Linked DNA regions of Mus musculus: regions 1, 3, 4 and 5 are each linked to region 2. Evidence: chromatin contacts called from public Hi-C, HiChIP or PLAC-seq and promoter capture Hi-C data. All regions are on one chromosome and are shown on one strand. Each heading gives the region's core, a stretch centred on a gene start, on an enhancer-like site or on the middle of the called end of the contact. The rest is flanking DNA. Distances are from core to core; before and after follow the strand shown.

Region 1 (4,264 bases), core at 550-3,049, 140 kb before region 2:
CCCTCCCTCCCTCCCTCCCTCCCTCCCTCCCTCCCTCCCTCCCTCCCTTCCTCTGTCTCTCCGCCCCTCCCTCCCTCTCTCCTCCCTCCCTCTCAGTAAAGCTGTTTCATACACTGTGATATAAACAGATTTTTAAAGAAAATTCTGCTTTCCATAGGGGGACCCCCCCCACCCCCACCTCCTAAATGCTTCTTGTAGTTTGTCATACATTCGTCTGTCTGCATCATTTCTCCAGTGCTGTGGAGTGCTGGAGGTAATTACAAACATGTGCTTTCACAGTAGCCACAGCAACGACACACTGGGCAGTTTTCAGTCTCCCCAGATCTCCAGTGCTTCACCTACTCAATGTCCGCCCTATCGCTAACCCTTTTGCGTTGCTGTGGTTGTGTGTCTCCCGAGTTGTCCTATAGAAGGAATCACACAGTGTCTAGGCTTTCCAGAAGGACTTCTTTCAGTCAGTAAGGCGTACTAAAGATCTGTTTTTGCCTTACACAAACTACTGCTTGTCTCTTATTCCTAAATAATTCCCTTACATGAGTGCGCCGTAGTTAGTCTATTCCTTTACTCACTGGGCAGCTTCTTGCATCCAGGTTTGGGTGATTATGTAGGTGTTCCATACATAATTAAACGCCAGCATTTGTGTACACATAGAATTTCAGTTTATTTGAGTGAGCCCAAGGACACGGTTGCTGGACTGTATGGTAAGGCTCTTCTGGCCCGGGGAGAAGCTTCTCCATGGCTGCGCCATTTACATATGAGCAGGAAGAATTCCTTGTTCTGTATTCTTGCCAAGCAGCTGATACTGATAACTTTCCTCCCGCCATCTTGTTAGGCAAGTTACATTCCCCACATTTTAATTTATCATTTATTAACAACAGATGACATTGAATGTTTTATTTATGGAGACGTTGATTTATTAATCATATGATTTTTTTTATTGTTGAGCTTTGTTTTTTGTTGCTGTTGTTTGGTGGTGGTGGTGGTAGGTTTTTTGTCGTGTGGGTTTGCGTTGGTTTTTGTTTGTTTGTTTGTTTTGAGATAGGATGGGACCCTGGCTCTCCTGGAACTTGCTATGTGGACTGGGCTGGCCTCCAATTCACAGAGATCCGCCTTCCTCTACTTCCCCGGTGCCAGGATTAAAAGTGTGCACCACCCCCTCAGCTTTATCATTTAGTTTTAAGAATTATTTAAATATTTTGTAAAGACCTCCACTACCAGGTATATGTTCTACAAATATTTTAACTCACCCTGTAGCTTTTAATCACGTAACAGAATTCAGCCACTTCAACACCTTTATCTCAAACCTACAGTTTTGGGGTCTGTGAATTTCCCCCATTGTTTAAACTATGCAGCTATGGATTAACTAAAGAGACTAACATAACAGGCTTTTAAAAAATACTTGTCAAAGATTGGTTAACTATACCTATGTGGTTTCATTTTTACATGATTTTTCTAGCTTATAAATCCCAGCCTTCATTGCTGGTACAGAAGTGGCTGGCTTTGTATATGAGGATTTTGCCCCAAAACTTTGCTATATTTTTTGTTCTTAAAAATATGTGTGTGTGTGTAAGAATGTCAATCTTTTGAAATTTTCTCATGTAGAAAATAATGTCATTTGAAAGCAAAGGGAAGTTTAGTTTTCTTCCTTAACATATAGACACCTTTTATTTATTTTGTCTTATTACACTGGCTAAGACTTGCAGGGCCTGTTCCTAATCGTAAAGAACAAACACTGAGCCTGTTACCCGTACGCACATGTTAGCTGTGGGGATTTGGTGTGTGTTCTTCCTTAAGGAGGAATTTATCGTATGCTATTACTTGTGCTCGGAGGTGGGGTGGGGTGCCTGACATGCGCACGTGAGGTTAGAGGAGAAGTTCCTGGTGTTGGTTCTCTCCTCCTACCATGTGGGTCCCAGGCGATCGAGTCCAGGTTTGCAGCAACCTTTACCCTCTCTCTAAGCCGTCCTGCTGGCCCCTTGGTGGAAGTTCTTCATCTAGTTAAGCATGGTCCCCTACATCTGTGGCTCGCTGAGAGCTTACATGGATTCTGTTGTTGTTCTTGTTTGTTTCTGTAATTGTGAATGGGTGTTTCCTCATACAGTTTTTTTCTGAGCATACTACTAATATAAATGTAAGACTTTTCTTCTTTTTGACTACTGATTTGGAAGATTGCATTGATATTCACGTGCTGAATTAGCCCTGTGTCCCTGGAACAAATGCTACTAGTCATGGTGTATAATTGGTTTGTATACTATTGTTATAGAATAGTATTTGTTAGTATTTTGAGGGCTTTAAAACATTACTTATTTTATTACACATGTGCATATGTGTACCACATGTGTGCAGGAACCTGAGGTGGTCAGAAGAGGGCATCGGATCCCCCTGGAACTGGAGTTATAGGCAGTTGTGACCTGCTATGTGAGGAGATGGGAACTGAACCCAGGTCCTCTGAACAGCAAGTTCTCTTCAACACAGAGCTACCATTTTAGCCATGAGGTTATGTTTAAAGTCAATCTTCATAAGATGTACTGGCCTTTAGGTCTTTCTTTACATTGTCTTTATCTGCTTGGTATTAGGATAATATTGGCTTTGTAGAACAAATTAACAGGTGTTCTCTCTGCTTCTGGTTTATTGACAAGATCCCAGGGAACTGTATCTCTCCTCTCTTTAAATGTTTGGTAGAATCTACCAGTAAAAACAATTTGGCTTGAAGCTTTCTACTTTAAGATTATTAGTTATAGAGTAACAGAGATGGCACAGGGTCCACAAAACTGAGGTGAAGTATGGATTTGCAACCTTGTATAGCTTTGTTTTCCGTATAAACAAAGATGTTACTGGTTAACAAGTGATGTAGGAAAAAGGGCTCTTGGGAGGTTCTTTAAGAAAACATTTGCTTACTTTCTTCCCTAAGCCAGCATCTCTATCTTCTTCCCTAAGCATAAAACAGATACCATTATCATTACCTTTTAGTTCATGGAAATGTGTAATGACCAAGTAGTGTTTAAGCTTTTTGAGTTCCTAAAAGACTTTACAAAGGGATATGTGAACCCTCTGTCACAGAAATATCGAAGCTTTGAGATTTTAAATTAAAATATTTATCTTCAAATGTTCTCTAGTGATTGTATACTTATTACTTTTATTACCATGCAGAATTTATAGAGAGGAATCATTGTTGGCTTTCCTTTCTATAGCATCAACATATAACAAGGAGAGAATATAAACACAGAGAATATTAGTTATGTAAACAATTAGTGAACACGATCAGCCATTAGCCTACTGTCGAGGGCTGCAGGAGAGACGAGATAGCGCCCATGCTGAAATATTTATTTGTGCCTCTGTAAGAGGCTTTTGGTGTTTCGATCATTGAGGTCATGCGCCACTGTCTTTAAATTACAGCCTCGTTTGCAGTTCATTTTCGGGGGAGCTGTCAGGCCGTATCAGCTGCTGGGGTAATCACGTGCTGCGTTTCACACCATAATTCTTTCGTGTTGGAACTAAATCTCACTTTGGGATTGTAGTTTCAGATTTTCGCCCTTCAAAGACAATCCCCCGCTTTTTAACATTATCACTCCTCTCTGCAGAGATAATGTACAGCTTCCTGGTAACATGGGCAACAGCGCCTGGGCTCAGTCTCCAGCACACACTCACACAAGAGAGAGAGAGGTGGGGGGGCAGGGAGGAGAATAGAGGAGAGGAAGGGAGAGTAGGAGAGAGAAAATGAATGTGCTTTCTTCCCTCCAAGCCCCAGTCCCTGTCTCCATACAGTACCTCGCAGACATTTATATTTATTTGGTGGGTAAATGGAGTTATATTTTCCCAGTTTACAATGAAACTGGCCAAAAAAAAAGCCCACACAAACTGCCAGACACTCATTCGTGTGTATGTGTGTGCATGGTATATATGTGCGTTGTACGCACATATGTATGCAGGCGTGCACTTTCTTATCCACTTCTGTGTATGCAGAGGCCAGAGGAGGACATCAAGTGTCTATCACTCTCCAGCTACTCCGCTGGGAGAGGATCAATGAACCTGGAGTTAAGCTGACAGCCAGCACCCGCAGAGATCTTCCTGTCTCTGCCCACAACAGGGTTGGGACATGTGGTTGCTGGGATCTGAACTCAGCAAACAGCTAGGGCTCTTAACCAATTTACAGAATGCATTTTAAACTAGAAAACTTAAGAGGATTCATTCAATTAAACCATCATTTCCCAAGCCTGGTCACCACTAATACATAAGATTCACTATCCCACGGAATGCTTTCTAT
Region 2 (4,367 bases), core at 1,029-3,528:
AGAAACAAAACCCCACACATCCTCGTTAGAAAACTTTAATCTGATTTTTAAAGGCATCTATGGAATGGCGTGTCTGTTTGAACGCTGTGCCGTATACCGGACCTCTAGGCTTCCCCCCCTCACCCTCCAACTCCCCTCAGCAAAGGAACACAGCATATTCAGGCCAGTTGGATCATCCACTGCAACTTTATTTTAAATCATGATAGACAGATTGCGTGAAAAACAAGGAATTCCAACGAATTTCCTGCTCTGGGAACAGAAGTTAAGTCTATATTTAACAACATTTGAAGCTGTCAAGAATGCCTTGTGGTTGGATAACAGAGGGAGAAAAATGTTAAAAACGCAGGCTACTGCTATACCCAAATATGGAAATATTGTTACGTCTGGTGTCTGATTCACCATCTGGAAATACTTACAACCATGAAGTCAAATAGAAAAGACGCCACAACAGAAGCCAGGAACCCTCCTCTCCATTCTGTTTCTCCAGCGCCTCCTTCTACCCTGTTCCTTGCCTTCTCCACCCTCACCCCCTACCCTCCCGAGCTTCCCTAAGATGGAAACAATGAACTGTGCGCAGGAGGAACTGTTCTCTAATAAATCGGCCAGCCGAGGGGACCAGGCCTAGGCTTTGCTTTCATTATTTGCATAACACTTGACAACCCATTGTCTTTAAAAGTCCCCACCCCCAGAAAGCCTTGGAGAACCTACCGCCTCTAGCAAATTCCTCCAGGACTTACGAAAGGGCGCTTTTGAATGAATGAACTTAACTCTTTCCAGTAACAGCTGTCTTCACTGGAGTGTGCGCAACAGCCTCTCCTTCTCACTGGAGTCATTCATAGAACAGGCAACGCAGGAGGCTCTCTTAAGCAAGATCGCGAAGCTGCAAAGGCAGAGAGGCCCTAAATATTAAAAATGAAGAAAAGCTATCCCAGTTTATGAATGGCATTAATAACCCCAAATAGGGTCTTGTGTGGGAGGGGTGTCTTCAGTTGTATGTTTAATAAGATCTTAAAACCCAACTTCCTCTATTACAGTGTTGCCTTCTAAATCCCTCATGTCTCGGAACTTGGAGGGAGCCACTGCACTACCCTTGAAAAAGAAGGCTTCTAAGTGATCCAAAACAAAGGAGTTAAACACATGGACGGGCCCAGACACACACACACACACACACACACACACACACACACTCACACACACGGGGGGGGGGCAAACAAATACACACAGCGAGACACATAGGGGGCGGTGGGGGAGGGTGTCTGCAAACACCCCGAGTCTTTTTTCCAGCTATCCACAGGGCACAATGGTCCTGTTAGAATCTGTTTTGTCCCGGTAGCTTTTGCACCTGGTGATTTCAGGACAAGTCACTCCACGGTGGTCTCCTCCGCTTCTGCTTTGGCTGCTCAGTTTCCACCGCCGCCAGTCCAGGGAGAGAGGCCAGGAGGGTTGACCCGGCCTCCGGCATCCGTGAGGAAGTGGACGTCAGGCTCCGGGAGAACTCTGCACTCGTTTCCTCTTGGATTTCCAATGCAGGCAGTGGGCTGGAACTAAAACTGGGAACCTCCAAAAACAAACAAGTACAACATACCAAAAAAAAGGGGGAGGGATGAGGGAAGACCTCTGGCTGGAAATATGCCAGCGAAGAGGGAAGCTTCCCTCCCCCCCCCCATTCATAAATGCCACTCCGGGTATTAATTTGCAATACACTTCTCTTGGCTAATAAACATCATGCCAAAGCTTTGGGACTTGATCCGAGCATGCCTCTTTGAAGTCCACAAATAGATCCCTGGCTTAGAAACCAACTCCCCCTCCCCTTTGGACTCTCAGTAGATAACTTTACTCTCACCTTGGTTGTAAACAAGCAAACAGCTCGCTGCCTTTCCCGGTAGGCATCACCAAACAAAACCACTTTTGTTCCTCTGTCTCCCGCCCTCCCATGTCTAGGCAAAGATCTGAAGGGTTCACACCAACACATACACCACGCCCCCCCCCCCCATATACCCTCTTCAATCAAAATCATCACCCTCGCGCCCCAAGCATCCCGCCCTCCCCAAAGGAAGTTGTTATTTAAAGTGGAAAAAAACGAACTTTTTTTTCTCTCTGATGGATCTGAGAAGAGGGGGGAAAAGGTGCAACGGAGCCAGGGGAGGTGCTTGGCAGCAGCCCGCGCCAACCAACATTCCTGAGATGTTTGAGAATTCTAGAACGCGCCGACAGAGCTACGTCACTGCAACACGCGGCGCCTAGGCAGGCATTATAAAGGGCGGGCTCCCGGCGCTGGGGCAGACCGTGAGCGAGAGCGCCCCAGAGAAGCGCCTGCAATCTCTGCGCCTCCTCCGCCAGCACCTCGAGAGAAGGACACCCGCCGCCTCGGCCCTCGCCTCACCGCACTCCGGGCGCATTTGATCCCGCTGCTCGCCGGCTTGTTGGTTCTGTGTCGCCGCGCTCGCCCCGGTTCCTCCTGCGCGCCACAATGAGCTCCAGCACCTTCAGGACGCTCGCTGTCGCCGTCACCCTTCTCCACTTGACCAGACTGGTGAGTTGGATTTTTTTTTTTAACCACTGCTTCCCGGTCTGCCCTCATCGATTCCTTTCCCCGGGCCATGATCTTTCACCGCAGGGAAAGTTAGACTGAAAAGTTCGGAGGTAGCTGTTGCTTTATGCCCAGGGGGCCTCTTCCTGGGACGCAGCCGCTGGGGTGGTCAGGCTGCCGGGACGCGATCGAGACACTTCTGGTGGACGGAGCCCCACAGCCAGACCTAGGCTCAGGGCAGTTTACGTGCCTCCCCGAGCAATGCAAAGCAATCTCACGCGCTTCTCCCTCTTGCAGGCGCTCTCCACCTGCCCCGCCGCCTGCCACTGCCCTCTGGAGGCACCCAAGTGCGCCCCGGGAGTCGGGTTGGTCCGGGACGGCTGCGGCTGCTGTAAGGTCTGCGCTAAACAACTCAACGAGGACTGCAGCAAAACTCAGCCCTGCGACCACACCAAGGGGTTGGAATGCAATTTCGGCGCCAGCTCCACCGCTCTGAAAGGGATCTGCAGAGGTAAGAGGCTTGTGGTTTGGCCCCTTTAAAAAAAATAATAGTCCCCATAGTCCAGAAGTTTAGTAATTTTGAGACCATGTATGGTGGACGCTTTGTTGATGGTAGCTTGGCAGAAAGGCACATGATTTCAGCAGTCTGGAATGCAATTCAGAGTGTCTGGGCCCAACGAAAAGCGCATACGGAAAAGTGATTCCTGACTAACTTATTGTTCAGCTCTGGAGTCTCGGGGGAACTGTAGGGAACTTTACCATACATTGAATTGAACAGCGGAAAATATGTATGAGTTTCAGCCTGTGGCGGCGAATCTTAACCTTCTCCTCTCTCTCTTTTGGTCGTCTTTGCAGCTCAGTCAGAAGGCAGACCCTGTGAATATAACTCCAGAATCTACCAAAACGGGGAAAGCTTCCAGCCCAACTGTAAACACCAGTGCACATGTATTGATGGCGCCGTGGGCTGCATTCCTCTGTGTCCCCAAGAACTGTCTCTCCCCAATCTGGGCTGTCCCAACCCCCGGCTGGTGAAAGTCAGCGGGCAGTGCTGTGAAGAGTGGGTTTGTGATGAAGACAGCATTAAGGACTCCCTGGACGACCAGGATGACCTCCTCGGACTCGATGCCTCGGAGGTGGAGTTAACGAGAAACAATGAGTTAATCGCAATTGGAAAAGGCAGCTCACTGAAGAGGCTTCCTGGTAAGTGGATATAGAGTCCTTAAGACACTGTGCAGAAATGCTTTCTTGGTCTGCAACTTTGTAGAAACCAGTGTGTGTATGCAAGCATCTAAGAAGCCTTCCATTTCCTTTATCTTTCTAGTCTTTGGCACCGAACCGCGAGTTCTTTTCAACCCTCTGCACGCCCATGGCCAGAAATGCATCGTTCAGACCACGTCTTGGTCCCAGTGCTCCAAGAGCTGCGGAACTGGCATCTCCACACGAGTTACCAATGACAACCCAGAGTGCCGCCTGGTGAAAGAGACCCGGATCTGTGAAGTGCGTCCTTGTGGACAACCAGTGTACAGCAGCCTAAAAGTAAGTTTCTTTCAGGGCTTGACCGTGATGACCCCACAGGTGGGTGGGATATGAGCCTCTGTTCAAAAAAGAAAAAAAGAAAAGTCCATGATATATCTGAAAAGAAATTGTCTTTATGAAGCCCAACACTATGTACAGTGGTTAAAAGCATACCTCCAAACAAACAAACAAACAAAAACAAAAAAACAACAATCCTCATTCTTGGCTTTCTTTTGTTCTTTCTTCCAGAAGGGCAAGAAATGCAGCAAGACCAAGAAATCCCCAGAACCAGTCAGATTTACTTATGCAGGATGCTCCAGTG
Region 3 (3,992 bases), core at 1,403-3,902, 230 kb after region 2:
GTCCATGATCAAACACACACTGAGGCCAAACACCACTTTGGCTAGGCTGGCTGCCCAGTGAGCTCCCAGGATTCCCGTGATCCAACGCTGGGTTGGGCAAGCATAGTCATACTCAGATTTTTATTTTTACCTGGTGCCAGGAATTTGAATTTAGGTCCTTCTGAAATCATGGCTAGTACTGCTACCTACTGAGCCATCACCCCAGCCTCAAGATTCTCCACCCTAAAAGATGGAAATTAGAGAGCTCTTCTTTAAGGGAAGAATAGCAAAGAAATTATAAAATATATTTTTAAAGTCATAATGACTAAAGTCTATTGTTAGCTAGCTTTGATAATGTATTAGAATTTTGATTCTAATTGTTTACTTTCTGTAGTTTTTAAAAAGTCACATAGGAACCTCTAAATTGTTAAAATTATGCATACTTTTCTACAGATGAGACATGTAAAGTTTTATTAACTGAGTATCTATTATGTTTAAGGTGCCATACCAATCAGTTTGGAATTACTGACCACCAAGGTTAAGCAGATATCAAAAACTGCCCATAGAGAAAATGGTACAGAATTCGAGCAAAGTCGGGAGTCAGCAAACACGATGCTTGCATATCTTTGACATTTTCCCTGGAACACAACCATATCTACTTGCTTATCAGCCCTCCACGCTGCATTTGCATGCTGTAAGGAGAACCTAGTGTAAAACCAGAGCGTATGTCTGGTGAAGTTCCAATCTGTTCCGTTGTGTATTTAATGGATACAAAGCAGTTGTGGAAGCCATCTTGTTCACTTTTAGGAATTACCAACAGCACATGCCGTATGGGGAAGAACGTTCATCAAGTCCTTTCTAGGCACCGATTCTACACACAACACACAGGGAGGAGTATGACAAAGTCTTCAGCTAGTCCATGCTCTGCTTGGGAGCTAGAAACCCGCGTAATAATTGAAAACATTTCACGTTTTTTTGCAAAGTAGGATATGTAATGGTCTATTTAAAGATTTTGTTAACTAAAGCCAAAATGCGGAGGGCCAAAAAGCCTGATGTGGAATAAATCGACTTTTAGAAGCAAGAAGAAATATTATTTTTCCTCCCAAAGTCAGTAAAAACTTTAGAGTCTTTTACTTCTGTTTTTTTTAAGTAACCACATCCTACTGATTCATTCTAAGAGCAATGTGAAATTAGAATGTTTCCTAGTTGAAAAAGGTGCTGTAAAACATTTTATAGAAGGTTCCTATACTTAACAATTATCTTCAAAAGTCACTGTGTCTTACACAGTGTTTGAATGCCTCAGAAGAGTCCAAATCTTCAACATGTAAACAACTGTGTAACAGGATAGAGGATGGCAGACCCTGGAGACTCTGAATTTTACTACAACACACAGTGTAGAACTCCATTCAGTTGCATTTGATTTACTCTTAGCTACACTATTTTCTATCAGTGGGTTTTGCTTTCCTTACAAAGCTACACAAAGGATCGAAGCTATCTCATCATGACAAGTGTAGACTTTACCCACTGTAGAAAACCACTGATATTTTTTAACTTTGTTTCAAGCGACAACTTTGTATATCAATGTGATATGGACTTTTGGTGACTGGAGGAGCAAAGGTTAAGCCACACATGAAAAAAAAAAATCTCCATTTTCAAGCACTAAATGAGACAGGTGTTCTCACAGGATCTGTTTCCCTGCACTATGTCTTCACAGTCACGCCATTTTCTAAGAAGATGGCCACACAATAAGTTGTCCAGGGGCAGATAAGAAAGAACATGCCATCTAGCTGAGGAATTACTGTAGATTACTGTTTTTTCTTTTCTTTTCTTTTCTCTTCTTTTCTTTTCTTTTCTCTCTTCTCTTTCTTCTCTTCTCTTCTTCTCTTCTCTTCTCTTCTCTTCTCTTCTCTTCTCTTCTCTTCTCTTCTCTTCTCTTCTCTTCTCTTCTCTTCTCTCTCTTCTCTTCTCTTCTCTTCTCTTCTCTTCTCTTCTCTTCTCTTCTCTTCTCTTCTCTTCTCTTCTCTTCTCTTCTCTTCTCTCCTCTCCTCTCCTCTCCTCTCCTCTCCTCTCCTCTCCTCTCCTCTCCTCTCCTCTCCTCTCCTCTCCTCTCTTTTCTTCTCTTCTCTTCCCTTCTTTTCTTCCTCCCCCCTCTCTTTCTTTCTTTCTTTCTTTCTTTCTTTCTTTCTTTCTTTCTTTCTTTCTTTCTTTCTTTCTTCCTTTCTTTCGTGTGTGCACACGCACACGCAAGTGTATATGCAGGGACTCATGTCCATGTGAATGTAGAGGCAAGAGGTTGGGGCTTGGTGTTTTCCTTTCTTTCCCTCTACCTTTGCTTATGAGACACATGGTGGTCACTGATTGGTTAAATTGGCTGGCCAAACGGCTCTGGGGAATTTCATTTCCTTCCTATCAGAGCTAAGGCTAAAGACATGCTCTACTGCACCTGCCCCTTTCTGTGTTGCCTGTTTGAGATCCAAACACAGGTCTTTCTCCTTGTGGGACCAGGACTTTACCAACTCAGCCATCTCCACAGTCCAAGAATCCCTTACTTATTTATCTGCTTGTTTGTTTTTATGTGTGGGTGTTTTGCCTGAATGTATAACTGTGCACTATGTACATTCCTTGTGGCTGCAGAGGCCAGAGGAGGCTTTCAGATCCCCGGAACTGAGTCATAGACAGTTGTGAGCCACCGTGTCTGTGCTGGGGATTACTCCATCTTGATCCTCTGGAAGAAGAGCCAGTGCTCTTAACTGCTGAGCCATCTCCCCAGCCACAAGAATTCCTTTTTAAAATATGACAAAGAGGAAGCACCAGTGAGGGCTTCTGGTAGGAATGTTTAGTGTACAGATGAAAATGTGGGCTTAGGGCCAAGGAATTTACAGACCATCAGGAAAAAAGCCTCAACTAAGAGTCAACCCTAGAGAGTATGCATGTGGAGAGAGGAAAAGATAAGGAAAATTTTCAGATTTACTATGCAGAGAAAGTCAATTGGCAAAGGATGAATGATGTCTATTATTTTTGTTTTCGACAATTTTCCTTCAGTTTTTTTTTTATTTAAGGGTAATTTTAAGGCTTATACCTGAAACCTTTCTGATTATTTGTTAATTCACAATCTTTGGATCATTCATTTACATTTTCAAATGAAATCTATAGTCTCAGAAGTTATTCCTTTGACAGCATGGGTTGGAGCAAGGAGCTTTTTGTGTGTGATGAGTGACTTGAAGAAATTCAGAAACATCTGGGAAATTAAAAAAGAGCACATCTGTGGGTGTATTTGTGAAGACTTTTCTGGATCATGAAGGCTTTTACCTCATCAATAACATAGACCATCACTTGATAGATTCATAATATGCCTGTATTACTTGGATATGAGATCTAGTTGGAGGAAGGCCCCCGAGGAAGCATTGAGGGATGGGCTTTTCTCTGGCCTCCTCCTGCCCTCTGCCTTCTCTGCCTGCTGTCTACCAAGTGATCAAGAACAGCCCCAGAAAACACCTCCATTGCCCCGATGTTCGGCACAAATATATGGGTTCAGCCTTTTTATACCATGAGCCAAAATGAGACTTCACTCTCTTAAATATTTCTTTCAGGCATCTGTCCACAGTGATATAGAAGCCTGGCTACTACGTTTTCTAACTCCATCACTGTTCAGGAAGACGTGGCTTTAAGTTTATCAGTCTGAATGTTCTATAGAGCATCTCCATCTCTTACGTTCAGCATAATTCCTGGACTACAGAAGATAATAAATATATTTTGACTAAGTCAGTGAACAACGCAAATAAAGCAGAGGTGGGGGAACACACGTGCAAACCACCCACCCTCCTCTAAAGCTAAGACTCATTGCTTTTTAAATCAGTACTTCCGGGTTAAGGCCTCAGCGACAGACTTACATCCAGGCCTGATGAGAGTACAATGAGAAAGACTGGCCACTTAACCCCCTGGTGGGCCATATGTTACCCAGAGCTCATTAATGAAATGGTTGGGCAATTATCTCTTTTAGTGGCAAACTATAT
Region 4 (3,753 bases), core at 1,005-3,504, 210 kb before region 2:
AGGGTTTCTATCTCCAGCGTTGCCTCGCTTTGGGTTTTCTTTATTGTGTCTACTTCCCCTTTTAGTTCTAGTATGGTTTTGTTCATTTCCATCACCTGTTTGGCTGTGTTTTCCTGCTTTTCTTTAAGAGCCTGTAACTCTTTAGCAGTGCTCTCCTGTAAATCTTTAAGTGACTTATGAAAGTCCTTCTTGATGTCCTCTATCATCATCATGAGAAATGTTTTTAAATCTGGGTCTAGATTTTCGGTTGTGTTGGGGTGCCCAGGACTAGGTGGGGTGGGAGTGCTGCGTTCTGATGATGGTGAGTGGTCTTGATTTCTGTTAGTAGGATTCTTACGTTTGCCTTTCGCCATCTGGTAATCTCTGAAGCTAGCTGTTTTAGTTGTCACTGTTAAGAGCTTGTTCTTCAGGTGACTCTGTTAGCCTCTATGAGCAGACCTGGAGGGTAGCACTCTCCTTAGTTTCAGTGGGCAGAGTATTCTCTGCAGGCAAGCTCTCTTCTTGCAAGGCAGGTACCCAGATATCTGGTGTTCGAACCAGACTCCTGGCAGAAGTTGTGTTCCACTCACTAGAGGTCTTAGGATCACGTGTGGAATCCTGTGTGGGCCCTTGCGGGTGTCAGGCGACTCAGCTGGCAAGGTAGCCGGGGCTCGAGTGGAGTGGAAGGGGTTTGTGCCCCAGATCAAGCCCGGGTAGCCTGCTTCCCTATGTACCGCAGTCTCAAGTTCCACACGATTGGATTGGGGTAGGCGCTGTGTTCCACTCACCAGAGGTCTTAGGGTCCCGTGGGGAGTCCCGTGTGGGCCCTTGCGGGTGTTGGGCAAGACTCTGCTGGCAAGGTAGCCCGGGGCTCGAGTCTCGGGTCGAGCGGAAGGGACTTGTGCCCCAGATCAGGCCCGGGTAGCCTGCTTCCCTATGTACCGCAGTCTCAAGTTCCGCGCGATTGGATTGGGGCAGGCACTGTGGTCCACTCACCAGAGGTCTTAGGGTCCCGTGGGGAGTCCCGTGTGGACCCTTGCGGGTGTTGGGCAAGACTCTGCTGGCAAGGTAGCCCGGGGCTCGAGTCTCGAGTCGAGCGGAAGGGACTTGTGCCCCAGATCAGGCCCGGGTAGCCTGCTTCCCTATGTACCGCAGTCTCAAGTTCCGCGCGATTGGATTGGGGCAGGCACTGTGATCCACTCACCAGAGGTCTTAGGGTCCCGTGGGGAGTCCCGTGTGGACCCTTGCGGGTGTTGGGCAAGACTCTGCTGGCAAGGTAGCCCGGGGCTCGAGTCTCGGGTCGAGCGGAAGGGACTTGTGCCCCAGATCAGGCCCGGGTAGCCTGCTTCCCTATGTACCGCAGTCTCAAGTTCCGCGCGATTGGATTGGGGCAGGCACTGTGGTCCACTCACCAGAGGTCTTAGGGTCCCGTGGGGAGTCCCGTGTGGGCCCTTGCGGGTGTTGGGCAAGACTCTGCTGGCAAGGTAGCCCGGGGCTCGCCATTATACACTTCTATACAGTGTATAATGGACATGCGGAACAATGCTTATAACATTCCTTCTCCCCCCACCCTCTGACATTTTCCTGAAAGCCCAGAAGAGAAGAATGTGTGCCTCAGTAGTCCCTTCCTCCCACTTGGCCATGTTTTCCTTCTTGCCTTGGTCTTCTGACCTCACAGCTTCAGATTATTTATTGCCTTATCTCACCAAAGCATTTGATTTTGGCCACCCCAGCCTCGCTGGCACACAGCACTGGGAATAACTGTCAGATAAAGTAACTGCTGCCAAGAATTGCACACACAGTTGGTATAACAAGGAGGCAGCCTGTTTAGTGTTTTAATTTCTTAATACAGGCACAGTAGACTGAAAGATGCTACTGTTTTGTGAACATACCTGGAATGGGTGAGCAGTCTTATTAAACTGCAATGGGATTGTCAGCGACCTAAATGGAAGGCTGGCTACCCTCTATAATGCACTGGGACAAGCGCAGAGACAATGTCTTTATTTTTGCGCTGCAGTCTCTCTGTTGATACGAGTGCATTTTTTGCTTGTTCTTTGGCTTTGCTATTGTTGTAGTGTTCCTACAGGAAATTCCAGACAGTGAAAAAAAACATGTACGATCCAAACACATTCAGGGTTTTTCCACCTTCATTGTTTTTAAAATATGGCTACCTATAAAATCACAGGGACATTTTTGGACATGAAAGGCAATGGGGGAAGCTGAGTCAGAACAAGAGGAAACACAGCCTGAGCAACCTGTATTACATGGTTGGTCTTTCAGAGAGAAACAAGCTGTGTGCGATGCAATTTAAATGAGCTGTGAAGCAGCCCTCATCTTCACTCTAGGAATCTTACATGTGCAGCACACTCTTATTTCAGGAAGTATAGCAGAAGCCAGAAGCCAAAAAGACGTTTCCAATTGCAGCATTCCGGAATCACTTAATTTGAAATTTCAAGCCTATTGGAATTCCACTTACTATACTCCAGCTCATTTACATGACAAAGATGTGAAGAATGCAGTGGAGACCTCAAAATTCTTCCTACTTTTAATATAATAATTTAATATAATAATTTGCTATAATACAAAAGAACACTACTTTTCCATCTCTCTGGCTTTAGAGAACAGAATTACCAATAAAAAGGAGGAAAACTTTAACTGTCCCTAGGAGAAGATAACTGCTCTGCAGCTCAGAGTGGGGAGGCTGAGAATACTCCTCGAGCTGCCCGGCCAGCCGATGGCAGAGCAGAGCCCATCAACAGGCCAGCCTTGCATGTGTTTCTAGGTTGGGCGAGCACCTTCCTCACTGACTAGTTTGCAGAGGGTTTTAACTAAGAGTTTAACGTGGTGGTTTGAATAAGAAAGTCCTCCCCAGACTCAGATATTTGAACTCTTGGTCTCCAGCTGATGGCACACTTTGGGGAGGTTCAGGAGGTGGGGCTTTGAGAGCTAAAAACCTCCATGCACTGAGAACTCCATGTGAGTTCTCAGCTTCCTGCTCCAGCCGCCCTGCCTGCTGCTTGCTTCTATGCCTCTTCACCTGGGTGGGCTCGTATCCCTCTGCAACTGAAACCCGTCCACCCTCTGTACAGTTTCCTTCCTTCTCTTCCCTTTGTTCTATTTTCTTCCTCCCTTCCTAGCTGACTGGAGGACTGACTGGTATACCAAGGAGATTAAGTTAGAATTATTGCACGTCTCTCCTGAGGGCAGATATTAAACACTGCCCTCCTGTGACAGATAGCATGTAATTAATCCAGGCTCGTGCATGGAGAGGAAAGTGATTGATCTTAGATGGAACTAAACACACACACACACACACACACACACACACACACACACACACAAACCAGGGTAAGAGATGGTACAAAATTAATTATTCTGTCTTCCATCATGAAAAAAAAAAAAAAAACCAACAAGCTAGCCCGAGAGAGGTGTGGGCCACGGGGGGTGGGGGGGGAGGAGTACGGCTATAGGAGGTGGACCCAGGTACGGCTGCAAACGAATCACAGTTCACTTCCAATCGCAGATGTCTTTCTATAACACATTTAGACATCGCTCTTGCTAAGGTCAATACTTCCCATTTGGGCCAACAAGATGACTTTATTTATTAGTTGCTTTTCTTGCAGCTGCGATCAAATGTTTGATGAAAAGCAACTTATTTAGAAGAAGGATTTATTTTGGTTCAAGGTTGAGGAGAAGGCATATTGGAGTTTATGGTGTGTGTTGGTGGGGAACTTGTGGCTAGGACCCCTCCTATCTTGGTTGCCAGGAGGCAGC
Region 5 (3,940 bases), core at 906-3,405, 190 kb before region 2:
AGGCTGGTCTTGAACTCAGAAATCTGCCTGCCTCTGCCTCCCAAGTGCTGGGATTAAAGGCATGTGCCACCACGCCCGGCTTCTTAGATGTCTTGTTGTTAAAATTTATATTCATGTGTTTTTAAAACTTAGTTCCCTAGAGGTCATGAACAAATACAGTAACTATCATGAGACAGAAGACTACTGGCGAGTGAAGTTCAGGGACTCTCTGGGTCTAGGCTTATCCATCATGGAGACACTCCGAACTGAATTAGAAAATGTTCTGACTGAGGCTTATTTATTTTTAATTTTTAAAATTACTCTGAGATGGCTTGTCATCAAGTAACTCAGGTTGGCTTTGATCTCATGACCTTGGAGCTCTGCCTCTGAGTACTGGAATTAGAGGTGTGTGCACTTGGAAGCTTACAACTTAATTCACATCCTTCCAGCAGCTCAACAAACGCAGTTTTAATATTGTCTAAGGTCTGTGCAACCTTTAAAATAGTAAGCATCTATTAAGAAGACATGAACAGGGATAAGAGGAAAAATAAGCGGTCACAGTACACTGGGCATCCCTGCCAAGTGTCCAGTACACAGGGCTCACACCACACTGGGCATCCCTGCCAAGTGCCCAGTACACAGGGCTCACACCACACTGGGCATCCCTGCCAAATGCCCAGTACACAGGGCTTACACCACACTGGGCATCCCTGCCAAAATTGTCACTGGAGAGGCATCATGACAGAAGTTGCTTCTAAAGTAATAAAAATATGGAAATACTTTGACAGTACTGACATTCATGCATTCAAAAACATTAAAGAGGGTATAAAGAAAAATAAACACACCGCCCCATCCTTGTCCTGGAACCTGCTACATTTCCACACACCAGTGACTCAGAACGATAAAAAGTATTTCCATAGACAAAATGATCTTTATATAGTGACTACATCCAGTGACTTCTTTAACAGGAAGGGCAATTGTCATACCATACAAACAGGAGCAAAACATTTACCATGATTCGGGAGACTCTGAACTAACTCTCTCTCTCTCTCTCTCTCTCTCTCTCTCTCTCTCTCACACACACACACACACACACACACACACACACACACACACACACACACACTTGTCAGCTTTAGTGTCTATAGAAAATTCACCGAGTGTAAGGAGAAGGCATGAGGACCGGGCTCTGGAAGTTAACATTTCAGTAACTGGGAATTCGGCGGCAACACCGGTTCCGCTCGGAAATGCTTCTATAACTACACAGCGTCTCAACTGAGGACCTTCAGTTAAACTCTTCAGAGTGAAAGACAGAAACAAGGCGGCACTGTCACTGTACACTGTCTCTGAAACACCTCCTTCCATCTCTCACGTCTTATGTCTTTCCAAATTGAAAGTTTATTTTTTCTCCTGGTTTTGAAAAGTGATCCGTCAGGATCATATAATCAGACATTTTTTTTCCTTTGGAAACTTTGAGTGCATGTACAGAGTTAAGAAGCTGTTGGACACTTAGGACAAAATTATTCTAAAGGGAAATTGATTTTAGAGGATAAAATTTTGTGGTTTCCTAACTGTGAAACCAGGTATCCCGACATTACATTACATCTGGATTATGTGTAATCCAGATGTAATTATATTCTGTTGCTGCTCTACCGCCAGGTTTTGGGGGAGGTCTGCATCATCCATGTGGATGGTACTAGATTACTTTCAGAGTCAAATGTCTGAAAGAGTTTAAAAAACTTAAACATGAAGTGGACAGTTGTGAGAGGTTCAGCATCAAGTTGGGCATGCTAACCCCAGAGAGATGTCTAACAAAACGGAAGAACAGAGCCCAGCAGGCTGCCTACTGAGAACTGAATTCTGGTACAGATTCCCAGGAAAGCACACACAAAGTCTCCTACAAAAGGCCTAGCACTTCCCTGACACATCAGCCTGGAGCAAATCTGCTTCTGGGGCCAACTGAACAGTAAATGACAGAGGGGGAACTTTATAGGAACAGATGCAACCATGAACCTTTAAACATCTGCTTGTTGCGTAGTTGCACAGTCATGTTGACTTAATTTATGTTCAGGAGGGGAAAAAACAAAAGAATCCAACACTCCACCTTCCACAGAGACACCAACTCTACAGTGGAACGCTAAGTGACTCAGAGAAACCATCAGGACAAACAGTATTGATTCCACAGGCTGAGCTGAACGGGCGCAGCTAACACATAGGTCAGAAATTGCAAGAAGAAATTGGAGAAACCTTAGCTTATGATCCAACGCCATTCTAAAGACTGACAAGTGCTTTGAGTTACGTCTCTCTTGCCTGGGTTAGTGGGCAGACTGAGCCTCAGTCTGCTCATCTTTGAAGTGAGTATTTATTTATGCTTAAGCTCCCTTGGACTACTAAACTCACATAAAGCTCATATCACACAGAACTGTAAGTGCACAAAAGATATCAGACACAACTTTTGTTATCTGAAATACCAGACTGTGTGCATATGGTGACGGATTCTTATGCCACGAATCTGACCCACAAGCAAAAAAGCTGTTGCTTTTTCTTACATCTAGACAAGTTCCCATGTTTTACGACTGTGTGACAGATTCCATCTGTGTTACCACAAAACAAAATGGCAATTTTTCCCACGAGCCAACTCAGAGTGAGAGTGGTTCGCCTATTTAACATGTCCGTGTTAAAATCTTGCCAGTTTTATTTCCTCCCAGCTCCAGGAAGCTGTTGTGATGAGGCACATTTCTTATAATCTCTCCTTTAACTAACCTTCAGCACCAAGAAAGGTAGGCCTGGCTGGTAAGATGCCCCACAGGCCTCAAACAAGCACTGAAGGCTGGAAGCCATGCCTCTTGCCTTTAATTCTAGCATTAGAAGCAGAGATAAGAGGATTGTGAGTTTGAGGTCAATCTAAACTACCTGTGAAGTTCTGAGCCAGCAAGGGTTCCATAGAGAGATTCCCGTGACTGAAAATCAACCAGCCAGCCAGCCAGCCAGCCAGCCAACCAAGCAACCAAGCAACCAACCAAGCAACCAACCAACAACCAACCAGCCAAGCAAGCAAGCAAGCAAGCAAGCAAGCAAGCAAGCAAGCAACCAGCCAAGCAACCAGCCAAGCAAGCAAGCAAGCAAGCAAGCAACCAACCAACCAACCAATCAACCAACAGAAAAGAGACCCAACACCAAAACAAACCAACCACCACCACAAAAACAACCCAAGGCAATAAACCACCAATACCAACAAGAAGAACAACCCCAGGCAACGAGTCTCCTTGTAGCCTTTCCTGCTGCTATAATGGAACATCCCTCCAAGAGAAGGTTAGGGGAGAAGGACTTGTTCTGGCTCACAGTTGGAGGGGACAGCTCACCACAAGGGAAGTCACAGCAGCAGGACACTGAGACACTGGTGCTGTTAACCTCCTACTTCACCCAGCCCCGGATCCAGCCCCAGGGGATGATCCTGCCCACTTTCAGTGGGTCTTCCCACTTTGGTCAGCACAATCCCTTTCAGCACACACCTCACACTTGTCACCTGCATGATTCCTGATACTGTCTAGGGAGGTTAAGGCTATCCATCATCACACAAGCCCATCAAAGGGGATCAGCCATGACAACACAGGCTGCGTAGGTTATGAGCACACTGCCCTCTAGCCTGTAGGATTCCTTTTCTCTCTCAGCACCTGGCTTCCTTTCTTACCTTTCTCACTCCCTCTCCTTCCTTCTTCTACGGCTCTCCCTCCATACCCTCCTCAAGCTTCCAGAGCCCTCACGGACAGTACCAGATATTTGAATACTGCTATGAAGGAGTGATACAACTTATGGCTTCCTGATTTGTAAAGGGGTAGTATTTTCTCTGTTACAGGGATTATGTGATTCACAAATGGGATCAGGTATAGGAAGTACCTAGCTCAGTACTTGGTACACTGAGCTCAAAACCCACAGACTATGGTATTATTATTTTACTCTC

Evidence for each region. Promoter capture Hi-C pulls out the DNA fragments that hold promoters and counts their contacts. A called contact is a pair of places that touch in the nucleus more often than the background predicts. HiChIP or PLAC-seq counts read pairs in DNA pulled down with a chosen protein or histone mark.
Region 1: a contact with region 2 is called in an H3K27ac HiChIP or PLAC-seq map of extraembryonic endoderm stem cells. The contact joins the enhancer-like site here to the promoter of Ccn1 in region 2. A contact is called at or near these places in 10 of 39 promoter capture datasets (the 3T3-L1 cell line, 3T3-L1-derived adipocytes, cranial neural crest and 5 more), 1 of 15 datasets of contacts at CTCF or cohesin (the NIH/3T3 cell line), 12 of 484 Hi-C or Micro-C datasets (Sertoli cells, embryonic stem cells, granulosa cells and 4 more), 23 of 115 datasets of contacts at active chromatin or transcription factors (the NIH/3T3 cell line, craniofacial prominence, differentiating embryonic stem cells and 14 more) and 2 of 9 other capture datasets (adipose tissue and liver).
Region 3: a contact with region 2 is called in a Hi-C map of the C2C12 cell line, with 5 times the contacts expected there. The contact joins the enhancer-like site here to the promoter of Ccn1 in region 2. A contact is called at or near these places in 8 of 39 promoter capture datasets (the 3T3-L1 cell line, the SN4741 cell line, cranial neural crest and 3 more), 10 of 484 Hi-C or Micro-C datasets (the C2C12 cell line, the HL-1 cell line, the N1E-115 cell line and 6 more), 6 of 115 datasets of contacts at active chromatin or transcription factors (the NIH/3T3 cell line, embryonic stem cells, epiblast stem cells and 1 more) and 1 of 9 other capture datasets (embryonic stem cells).
Region 4: an H3K27ac HiChIP or PLAC-seq map of heart atrium shows a contact between it and region 2, with 14 read pairs. The contact joins the enhancer-like site here to the promoter of Ccn1 in region 2. A contact is called at or near these places in 7 of 39 promoter capture datasets (the SN4741 cell line, cranial neural crest, embryonic stem cells and 4 more), 1 of 15 datasets of contacts at CTCF or cohesin (the NIH/3T3 cell line), 1 of 484 Hi-C or Micro-C datasets (muscle stem cells), 17 of 115 datasets of contacts at active chromatin or transcription factors (the NIH/3T3 cell line, craniofacial prominence, embryonic basal ganglia and 10 more) and 3 of 9 other capture datasets (adipose tissue, liver and pancreatic islet).
Region 5: a promoter capture Hi-C map of liver shows a contact between it and region 2. The contact joins the enhancer-like site here to the promoter of Ccn1 in region 2. A contact is called at or near these places in 14 of 39 promoter capture datasets (the 3T3-L1 cell line, 3T3-L1-derived adipocytes, the C10 cell line and 9 more), 2 of 15 datasets of contacts at CTCF or cohesin (both in the NIH/3T3 cell line), 11 of 484 Hi-C or Micro-C datasets (the C2C12 cell line, adipose-derived mesenchymal stem cells, cerebral cortex and 5 more), 21 of 115 datasets of contacts at active chromatin or transcription factors (the NIH/3T3 cell line, astrocytes, bone marrow-derived macrophages and 12 more) and 3 of 9 other capture datasets (adipose tissue, embryonic tail and liver).

What each region holds. Positions count from the first base shown.
Region 1 is chr3:145,792,101-145,796,364 of GRCm38.p6, reverse strand. The region is part of intron 1 of Ddah1 (dimethylarginine dimethylaminohydrolase 1); the gene reads right to left. Among named protein-coding and RNA genes, the nearest start is that of Ddah1, 36 kb to the right of the region's middle. Within about 2 kb of position 1,799, at least 4 of the 459 cell types and tissues checked have an H3K27ac peak or open chromatin away from gene starts, as enhancers often do.
Region 2 is chr3:145,647,896-145,652,262 of GRCm38.p6, reverse strand. Ccn1 (cellular communication network factor 1) reads left to right here and starts at 2,278. Exons shown (of 5, transcript NM_010516.2): 1 at 2,278-2,533; 2 at 2,828-3,041; 3 at 3,386-3,730; 4 at 3,852-4,066; 5 at 4,295-4,367. The coding sequence starts at 2,471. Gm17501 (a long non-coding RNA gene) reads right to left here and starts at 2,186. Exons shown (of 3, transcript XR_003954574.1): 1 at 1,343-2,186; 2 at 1-880.
Region 3 is chr3:145,419,396-145,423,387 of GRCm38.p6, reverse strand. The region is part of intron 24 of Col24a1 (collagen, type XXIV, alpha 1); the gene reads right to left. Among named protein-coding and RNA genes, the nearest start is that of Gm35133, 29 kb to the right of the region's middle. Within about 2 kb of position 2,652, at least 41 of the 459 cell types and tissues checked have an H3K27ac peak or open chromatin away from gene starts, as enhancers often do. A contact at or near this core is called in the C2C12 cell line, the HL-1 cell line, the N1E-115 cell line and 6 more, where this site is marked.
Region 4 is chr3:145,862,827-145,866,579 of GRCm38.p6, reverse strand. All of the region lies in intron 4 of Ddah1 (dimethylarginine dimethylaminohydrolase 1), which reads right to left. Among named protein-coding and RNA genes, the nearest start is that of Gm35187, 26 kb to the left of the region's middle. Within about 2 kb of position 2,254, at least 15 of the 459 cell types and tissues checked have an H3K27ac peak or open chromatin away from gene starts, as enhancers often do. A contact at or near this core is called in adipose tissue and heart atrium, where this site is marked.
Region 5 is chr3:145,840,731-145,844,670 of GRCm38.p6, reverse strand. The region is part of intron 1 of Ddah1 (dimethylarginine dimethylaminohydrolase 1); the gene reads right to left. Among named protein-coding and RNA genes, the nearest start is that of Gm35187, 48 kb to the left of the region's middle. Within about 2 kb of position 2,155, at least 11 of the 459 cell types and tissues checked have an H3K27ac peak or open chromatin away from gene starts, as enhancers often do. A contact at or near this core is called in liver, where this site is marked.